Regions from separate parts of the Hordeum vulgare genome. Here region 2 is linked to region 1. Evidence: chromatin contacts called from public HiChIP or PLAC-seq data. All regions are on one chromosome and are shown on one strand. Each heading gives the region's core, a stretch centred on a gene start, on an enhancer-like site or on the middle of the called end of the contact. The rest is flanking DNA. Distances are from core to core; before and after follow the strand shown. Region 1 holds the start of LOC123445171 (aldehyde dehydrogenase family 2 member C4-like). Region 2 holds the start of LOC123445174.

Evidence for each region. HiChIP or PLAC-seq counts read pairs in DNA pulled down with a chosen protein or histone mark.
Region 2: an H3K4me3 HiChIP or PLAC-seq map of embryo shows a contact between it and region 1, with 6 times the contacts expected there. The contact joins the promoter of LOC123445174 here to the promoter of LOC123445171 in region 1. A contact is called at or near these places in 1 of 6 Hi-C or Micro-C datasets (leaf) and 1 of 1 datasets of contacts at active chromatin or transcription factors (embryo).

What each region holds. Positions count from the first base shown.
Region 1 is chr3H:568,455,480-568,460,557 of MorexV3_pseudomolecules_assembly, reverse strand. It overlaps LOC123445171 (aldehyde dehydrogenase family 2 member C4-like), which reads right to left and starts at 1,971. Exons shown (of 7, transcript XM_045122119.1): 1 at 1,782-1,971; 2 at 173-315; 3 at 1-50. The coding sequence starts at 1,881.
Region 2 is chr3H:569,288,831-569,293,908 of MorexV3_pseudomolecules_assembly, reverse strand. LOC123445174 reads left to right here and starts at 1,895. Exons shown (of 13, transcript XM_045122125.1): 1 at 1,895-2,116; 2 at 2,196-2,307; 3 at 2,619-2,701; 4 at 2,794-2,859; 5 at 3,010-3,110; 6 at 3,335-3,453; 7 at 3,789-3,829; 8 at 4,310-4,398. The coding sequence starts at 2,009.

The sequences.
Region 1 (5,078 bases), core at 722-3,221:
ACGTGCTGGTCGACCAGGTCGGCGAACTTGTGCAGGATCCTTGCCCTTGCCTGCCCTCGCGCCATGTTAGTTATCGGCGGGAAAAGAAGCCGCGATTTTGAAAACAGTCGACTATAAATTTATGGTAGATAGGCCCAAAATGTCAATCGATGGGCCGGAACATATCACGTACGCAGCCGGGCATTCTGGGCCAGGGGCCGTTGTCGAAGGCGTCGCGGGCGGCCTTCACGGCGAGGTCGATGTCGGCCTTGTCTCCCTCGGCGATCCTGGCGATCACCTCGCCGGTGCGTGGGTCCCGGGTCTCGAACGTCTTGCCTGTTTGCATGCATAAGCGTACGGGTTCAGCTAATGAAATGAAATACAGTCAAGAAAAGTAAGGCAATCTTAATGCAGATACCTTGGGGCAGCATGTATTATGTGATCCTAATGCAGTGCTTTCATGTACGAGCAAGTACAATAAGGTACAATCGGCAGGCTGTAAGGATTAAAATACTATATTTTTTAAATGAGAGAGAAGATGAGAGAGAAGAAAAACAGGCTCTTCGTGAAGAGCTAGCTTTAGCACATGCTTTTAGGTACTTTGTAAGAATGAAATGTAGACCATATATGATAAAAGTAGTACTCTTTTATAACTAACTACTGTACAAGCTAGCTATAAGATAGGCTATAAGATGACTTATAGCCAGCAGTGGGAGGAGAGAGACAAAGTGTGCGAGCCCCACACGGATATGCTTCGGGCGCGAGGCATCGTAATTTTTGTTAGTGGTCTTACCATGATATGATGGTGAAGTTAGTCTTATTCCCACTATAAAAAAGAAGTGGTGACATGGCTCGAGTTACGCCCGTACGTGTAACCATCAAGAATTTCCATCAGAGCAGCAACAAGGTTACAAAACTGTTAGCGATCGACTCGAGGACATCGCAAGCAACAAAAGAAAACCTCGAGGACAGCGCAAGCAACAAAGACGAGCTAGGACCGGCGGACGAGAGATATTCGCCACATCGATGGGGCCGGCGTGCGCATGACGAAAGATACTCGTCGGATTGGACACTGTCGATTATCCCAAGATTAATCTGGTATCCATCCATTTGTCGTAATCTTTGTTGATCATACTGTCAGCAGTTGGTCATGTCCCCGCCCCTTGGCCTGCCTGGCCTCGCCGCCGGTGCTTCTCCTCCGGGCACCCTCTGCTCTCGGTCTCCGCCGTCTTCGCGCTGCCGCGTCGGGTCCTCTCCGCTGGGCGCACGTGTTTTGCCTATCCAAGATCCACGCTGCTACGAGCTGCCTCCGCCACACGCTGCCCATCCTCCCCGCTTGCCGCCCGCTCGCCCTGCTCCACGTCTACCACCATCCCGCCATCGCCATCGCCATCTGCTGCTGCGGCCTCGCTCTCATCCCTCAGTGTCTCACGCAGGTAGCACTCAGCAGCGGCGGCGCCTCGCGCCTCCCACGAGCAGCGGGACGCGCTCGCATGCACTCCCTAGCGCCGACCGTCCTCCATGGTGCAGGCGCGCACACGCTCCTCTACTCGGGTGGCCTCCCCTGCTCCGGAGCTGCCGCCTCCCTCGCTCCCTCTCTCTCTATTCCCTGGTATGCAGGGGAGTTGGGGCTCCAGATCGGAGGGACCGGTAAGACGGCGAGGTAATCGGAGCGCCGCTGAAAGAATTTTTTCGCTTTTCTACCCCAAGACAACGACCGGCGGAGGCAGCCGCGGCGCTGCTGGACTCGTCCACACCTACGCGACCGCCGCGGGAAAAAAAGGAGAGGAAGCTCTGCGTACCTGAAGCTGCGTCGACGAACTGGCCATTGATGAAGAGCTTGGTGAACTTGATGTCCAGTTCCGGCACCTCAAACCCCTGGCCGCCGTTCGCTGCCGCCATCGACGTCGCCCGTTCCCTTCGCTTCGTCCCTTGGCCTACGTGGAGAGAGGGGAAGGAGGTTGTGTTTGTGTGCGCTACGGCGGAACGGGGTTTGGCCGTTTTAAAGCACGAGGGGGGGATGGGAGGGAAACCAAGTGACAAGCAGCCAAATGTGGCAGACTTGTTGACCCTGGACTTTGGGTGTATTTGTGTGCGAGCAACATGTGTACATGTCTCCACCTCCCATCGTATTCTGCCCTTCCCTTTTACATACACGATTGTAATGCCGTGTGTTTGGTTGATTGCGGGAGATTCATGTAGGCTCTCACGAAAAAGATTTTTGGGTCGCACTATATCTATATCTTTTCTGAATCATACTTATATATCTATATCTATCTCTACAAGGATTTTGGCGTTGAGTTAAAAAAAAGAGGATTTTTGCGTCGCTTCTGCTATATCTATATCTTTTTTTTTCCAAATCATACCTATATCTATATCTATCCCTATCTTTATCTATTTATCTCTACATCTCTATCTATCTATCTATCTATACCAATTAATAAAAGGAGGTCGAATAGCTTTTGCTTATGTTACATGGGGGTTTGCCTTTGAATTAGTAGGCCCACACGCTAGCGAGCAGACAATTAACAAGCCCCTTTGTAAATAAATAGTGAGGTGTGGGATTGTGTGGCATGAATTACGTACGTAAGTAAAGCTGGATATGTTCGACCCATCAGGAGTCAAGTCTTCGTGTTTGCATTATTTCTGAATTTATTTCAGGATTTTCGATGATACATTTTTAGTGGAAGGAGATGTTTCCTTCGACGACGAGGCGTCTACGGTTACTTCGTAAATCTCAAAATGATATGTCGGTTTAGTCTTTCGTAGGTGCTTATAGGAATAGGGTGTACGTATATGCGTTTATAGAGGTCAGTGTATGCACGTGTATACGAACGATTGTATCTCTACTCTGTTAAAAAAATGGCCACAAGTTGAATAAGGGGGAAACGACATCCAAAACATGCATTTCTATCGGACGCGACCGGATATAAGCAGGAGTGGTTTTTTTTTTTGCTATGTACGAAGCAAGTAGGGTTAATAAAAAACGCACAAAAAAAGACAAATTATGGTCAACACAGGAGAAGACAGACATTTTTTTTTTGCTATTAGTTTTCATAAAAGAACTTATTTTACCGTTTCTATTTGGTCTTTATATACATACATAGACTATATTAAATATTTAGTTCGCACAGTCTTCTATAGCGCAATTTCTGCCTTAGGTATTTTAGTGTTGATCATAATGCAATTTGCGACTAGCTTTATGTCTAAGCTATTGAAAAGAGCGAAGATGGCATTTTTGACGCATTTTAACTTTTTGGTCGTAGAAAATCAATACTATTTAAAAGGGTTATATAAGAAGGTACAGGTGAATTAAACACGTACATAGCAACATATTGTACCATCATATTGCCTTTTGTTTGAGGAGAGAGACTCACATTCAACCTACTGCAGAAATTCTGCTCCGAGCGATCGTACGGCTAGAGTGGGCGGTTGTACCGCATGTCCGGTTCTTCCGGACAACTACTGCCCGAGGTGTGATTCCCTCGAGTTAGGCGGTACTAAGGTGGTGGCTGAGCGGTTCTACCACTGCTCATAGTGATTCTACCGCTTGGGACTCATCACTTCCCCAGCATTACTAGGCGGTTGTTCCAGCCCATGTACCACCCCTTGCATCAATAAAAGGGTAAATCTTTCGGTTATGTGGGTCATACAGGGCGGTGTTCATCGTTTGTTCTAGTGCTGACTTGACGCTGCAATAGTATCAGGGTCAGGAGCGGTTGTACCGCTCCACACTTAGTGGCCATCTGAGACTAAATACCCGCGGTTGTACGGACACATGTACCGCCCAACCACAACGAGTAGGGTAGTTCCACTCTAGTCTTGGGTGCGGTATCGGACACCGGGTATGCAATTGTTCTGGTTTATTTACATAAACCGGTACAACCGAATGATGGCCTGCAAGTGCAGAGGGTTAAGTTGTAACCGTTTTGAATTAAGAGTATCGATCCGACATAGAGCACATGAATCAATCTTTGGTCCTTTGCAAGGTACAAATAATGTGCCTAGAAATTATAAGTGATCCAAAACGGTAGTAAGAATAATAATAAAGTTGCAAGTGTAAAGGTAAATAAATCAACTGAAATAGATAACGAGTAATGTAAATGGACTTAAGACAAATGACTTAAAGTGTTCCTAGGTGCCTGGAATCCCCACTAGCATGCATCTAAGGTGGTGGCTAAACACAATCTTACTTCGAATTCCTAAGCCACTTTACATGTTTATCTTTGTGGACGGAGCCGGTACAGATACGTGCATATTCGTGGTATGTCGGTATCCCATATGCCACCACCATTCTTTCCCACTTCGGTTATCAAACGACGATTAAGAGGAAATAGGTTCATGTGGATGCAGCCAAAGTGATCTACGTTTTTACCCCGTGTTGCAACTATCCCCTAAGAAGGAAGAAGGGGCCTGTCACGTCACCCAACTCCACAACCGCACAGTTAGCCAACAGTAATAACCTTCCATCCAAAGTTGGCATAGGTTGGATGGTCGACTTCACCCAAATCAAGAAGGTAATCAACATAAACATGCAAAGATGATATCTCTACGCCTAAAGAGGGAGTTGGTAGCTTCTTTACCAATGTTTTTTTTTGTTTTCCCTCCCACCTTCATATGACTTTTTTTCGTTCGGTTTTTTTGTCCCTCCTCCCATCAGCTTATATTTAGTAATGTATTTATGTGAAAAACTCAATCAAGATTAATTTATAATGAATCTGCAAAGACCAAATCTGAATTAATTAACCTTACCATAAATCACTCAATCACATTAACTAATATTACCATACATAACCAAATTACATTAATTAACATTTCGTTCCAATTTTTTTCTCTTTCTCCTCCAACCTTCCTCAATTTTTTTCGTCTGGTTTTTTGTCCCTCCTTCCATATCTCTACTCCTAATTGCTCAGTTGTTTAATAGAGTCCATGGTTCTTTTGTCCTTTTTTTTATCGCACCTCCCACCACCACCTCTTCACATTGGTTTTTTCACCTTCCAATAAAACTTTCCTAATCTTTCCAAGATTTCCTAACCAGCCATGTTCCAAATGTCAGGAACTAATAATACGTTACCAAACAATGAAATTCAATTATGTTT
Region 2 (5,078 bases), core at 646-3,145, 830 kb before region 1:
AAGCACACACGATGAATGAAGGAAGAAGAAGACTTTGACACCTTGTGTTTGTAAGAACATGTGATACTTAATATATGGAATTAGGCCATTCTGTAAAAAAATCACAACATGAAAATTTTGGCATACATCCAAATAACAGACGAAATTCTGAACATGACCCAAATACTGCCATGTGCTTTGGTTTTGGTGTATAAAGCTTTCACAGTGGAAACAAGAAATGAATTCAAATTTTCGGATAACGGATCCTTCTAATCCAGTCTATCTAATGTCTTTTTCAGGAGCCAGAGGAAATGCAACGTCAGCCAAGAAATATTTCTAACCTCTTGCTCAATTGTTTTGCAGACTGGATATTTCCCCCGAAAAGCGTAACCAGAAGAAGTTTTTGGTGTTCTAAGCCGAAATCGGCCATGGTGCCTTTTTATCCAACCACATTTCATTGATCTACAGTTTTTATTCGATCTACAGTGTCCAGTTCTACAGTTACTATTAGTGTGCTACTGCTTCTCTGACTACAGCTAGCGATGCCAGTTCCACGCCATGGCTGTCCGGGCCTCCGGGGAAATGATCGGGACTACGCGGCGAGACCCACCGGTGAAGCTATTGTCGGTAGGTACTACGGAACCCAGCTAGCAGACAGCGGCGGCAGTGACAAGAGCCCTACGATGCTATCCTCCAAAATTGGGTGAGCTCGTCACACCAGCCAGCACGTAGGCGGCTCACTTGGGCGGCGGCGCGCTCTGGGGGAAGGAGGAGTCGTCCCACGACCACAGCCGCAACGGGTCGTCGTAGCCCGGCTCCGGCGGCTCGGGCTCGAGGCTGGGCGGGAGCATCCCGAGGTCGTGCTGGATGAAGTCGTAGGCGCCGCGCTCCATCACGTACCCGCCGACGTTGATGTGCTCGATCGTCATCCCGGGATCGAACGGGGCGGCGGGCACGGGCTTCTCCTTGAAGTCCTCCACCAGCTGCTTCCTCCACGCAGCGCCATCGGCGTCGGCGGGCTTCACCTTGGGAATATCCTTCACCAGCCGCTTCTTCCGCGCTGCGTCGTGGGCCGTGGCGGCGCCCCGTGGCTGCCTACGCGTCCCCTGCACCTCACCGCTCCCGTGCCCCTCGCTCGCCACCAGCTGCTTCTTCCGCGCAGCATCGTGGTCCGTGACGGCGCCCCGTGGCTGCCTCCGCGTCCCCTGCGCCTCGCCCGCCACCACGAAGTTCTCCGCCACGCTCTCGCGACGCTGGGTCTGCTGCAGCCTCCGGATCCTGCTCCGTGCGGCATCGAGGGACCTGCCGATGGAAGCGAGCAGCTCCCGGAGCGCATCCTCCGGCATCCCGTCGAGCGGGCTCTCCCACAGCTCGAGCGCGGCGGCGAGGCCGCCCTCCCGCACCCTGGCCAGCCTGGACCCCTGCACGTCGCGCACGCCCTCGACGTAGTTGGCTTGATCGAACACGAACCGGGCCTCCTTCGGGAGCTTGAGGAACTGGCCCACCACCGCCCTCGCGGTCTCCGTCGACGGCCAGCACTGTACGACGCCCTGGCCGTCGAGGCCCGAGCAGAGCACCGCGACCGGCGCCTCGGCCATCTCCGCGAGCTCCTTCGCCTTGTGCGCCAGCCCCGCCTTGCGCACCTCGAGCGCCACCCGCCGGTCGCCGCCGACGGTGATGGGGATCGCCGCGATCGGCCTCGTCTGAGCCCCGCCCCTCCCCATCCCCTTCCAACCAAGCCCACGCGGCATTGCTCTCTCTCTCTCTCTCTCTCTCTCTCTCTCTCTCTCTCTCTCTCTCTCTCTCTCTCTCTCTCCTCCCAGCTTTTCCCTTCTGTCTGTGTGAGCCGGCGACCCGACGGTGGCCGTGGGCTTCTCCTCTTGTACAGAAGACGGGTTTGGGGTTGGGCCCGAAACGCTCTACTTTGCACCCGAAACGGCCCAGCAAGTGTTGTTTCATTTCATTCTGGTTTCGGAGGAAAGGTCCAGAAGCGCCGCCGCCGCCGCCGCAACGACGCGCTCCCTCCGGCATGGCGCCGGCGTACCTGGCAACCATCCCCGCGCTCCGACGCGCGGTGCGGTGGGCCCCGGCGGCTCTGTTCTCGTCGGGGATCGTCGCCGGCGACAAGCCCGTTCTGGTAAACGTCGAGGCCTCTCCGATCACCCCGAGATCTCCCTGTAGGCTGCTGCTCTGACAGGGGGATTTTCCCCTCGCAGGTGCGCGATTTCGTGAGGTCGGCGCTCTACGACCCCAACCACGGCTACTTCTCTAAGCGGTCGGGGCCCGTGGGCGTGCTCGACTCCGCCATCCGCTTCCACAAGTTCGACGGTACGGCTTGCTCTGTGCCTCCCACGTGCTCCTTCTCTGAATTCAGTCTGTTGGGGTGCACTTGATCAACGAATTTGGGTTTCTTCAGTTGTTTGTTGGGGCGGCATTTCCACAAACATGTTGTATGCGTGAGTGTTCCGCGTGGAGTTGTTTTTATTCAAGCTTATAGAGCCATTTGGGTCATGGTTGTTCTTTCCTGGATGGATGCTAGACACTGTTCATGTTTGCTCGGTGCTGCTTATGTGCAATGCTGTGTTGATATCTTGGGCATGTGTTTATAGCTGCAAATAATTTGGTGTTATACCACGCAGGGAGGACTGCGTACATGAAGCATCTTGATAAACTGTATAAGATGCATGATATTGCTTGGTTTACTCCAGTGGAGCTTTTTAAGGTGCCCCTTTGTGCTTGAGCTGTTAGAGAGAATGGAACGTCGATTCTCTTTCCAATTTGGCCGTTGATGCATGTTTTCATACTCTGGTGCAGCCATGGTATGCCTATGCAATAGCTGCGTCAATCCTCCGCACGGCTAATCTTTCAGTCCCATTGAAGGTGCATTCATAATTTTCCTGCCATATAGCTTCACACCTCGACGGGTGAAACTTTAAAATTCACTCGTGAGCTTTGTCATATCATGACACTTTATACTATTTACCTTATTTTCTTACCAAACCCTTTGAAATGGATTCCTGTAATGGCCAGATATATGAAATCGGAGGTGGATCCGGGACATGTGCAAAGTGCATACTTGATTACATGATGTTAAATGCTCCGCCAAAAGTCTACAATAATATGAAATACATGTAAGCAGCTCTTTTGTCATTTTCCTTCCTGCTTAATCAAAAGTTGCTCAGTGAGACTAGAGAGTCCTATTTGTTTGGCAAGACCAAACAATGTGGTGCTTGCATGTATCATATCAACATTAATGATGTTGGTTACTTTCATGCTGCCTTGCACTCAACATTTCTAGCATTTTTCATTTACGTTATCAATTATGCTTGACCTTCTTTTCATCTTCATTTGCTAGCTCAGTAGAAATTAGCTCCTCCCTTGCTGAAAAGCAGTTGGAAACTGTGGGTGAAGTGCAGAGCCATTTGTCAAAGTTTACAGTGGAGCATCGTGATGCAACTGACATAGCTGGATGGGGTAAGCTGGCTTCTCGTGCCTAGCTATCGGTGTTGGAACTTTCCTACAATAACCCCTGTCTCAAGTCAATTACCTGAGCTTTGGTCACCATCTTGCATTATTTCTAGCCTGCAGTAGCTCGTCTTCTACTATATACAAGTACTTAGACTTGCTTTTATGCTGTGCTGATAAATGTAATAAAGTAATTGTGGATGGCACTGACTCCCTACTTACACCTGCATGCCGAAATTACATTTATATCCAGCATTCAGTCTCAGGGTCTCAGTATTTATTACTTGCCATTACCTCTTAAAATGATTGAGTTTCGATCTTCATTTTCATATTTCCCTTTGCAGGCTGCAAGGATCCCCAACCATGCTGGGTGCTGATGCTTGAGGTATATACTGCTTGGACTTGCTCAGGCAAAGAAACAAATGTTATTATCATGAAGTGTATTGGCAATTGGTTCGTAGTGGGGAAGCCCTTTTTTTGTTGTCAAACTTCTTGAGTTTGACAATATGACATGTTTGTAAGACTAGCTGAACTAATTCTGAGCTCATGTACCATCACTGGTATCTCTATTTGGACATGATATAGCAAAACAAACATTGTACTGACGCTTTCCCTGTTTCATTTATGTTAATGTTGTTTACATGTTTATCAGTCCAAAGTAGGGTCACCAGGCATGCCACTTTATTATTACCATACTGGAACCACTGGTTGGTGATAATTCTGGCTGCTATATTGTTTGCATTGCTAATATATCCTGGTTCTCAGGAAGCTAAGATAATATAGAAATTTTAGTTTTGTAATCATATCTTACGGGGGATTTTCATGCAGCAGTTCCAACATTAACTTTCTTTTGGTGTAATGTCAGGTACTTGACAATCTGCCTCATGACCTTGTGTATTCACCAGATCAGGTCTCTCCATGGATGGAGGTGTGGATTGAAAAAGTAAATGGCAGGTTTGTAATTTTGTGGTTCCCAAATTCCTTCGCAAGATATGGCTAGAACCTTTGCTTTGTACCATATTTGAAGGTACTACTTTGCATATTGAATGATGTTGATCCATTGACCTGGCAAACACGATTTGAAGTATCTTTTTTTTGTGATCTTAGATCAACTGTTTTTGTGGCATGATAGGTTAGTGAGATCCTTTATTTAGAGAGTATGTATAGCATGTGTATCGTCTATTAAAGAATAAGCGGGGGAATAGCTGGATATAACATTGTTGTCGAACACCCTAGCGGCAAAAACAGTCCACCTTAAATCTAGAGCGATTAGGGCAATTCCAATGCGGTTCACCAAAATGGACCACACCAAACATCTGCGAACACGTTCGGACGTGTCCGTGGGCAGCGGTTAGGGGGGCGGCTATCCAATCCTATGCACCAAATGTCCGCCCCTGTTTTTTTCCTATATTCGGAGCACTTAAAATAATTAAAGATAAAATAGCATCCTTTGTCTATAATCATGTTGTGCAAATATTCCAATGCAACAATAATCAAATATAAATATTACAATCCAAACATGAAATTTTGCAATAAGGTAGTTCAAATTTGAATTCAACTTATTCAGACACATTTTTTAGTTACCCCCTTGAAGAACCCACAAATGCCCAACCAGATCATTCTGAAGCTGCTCA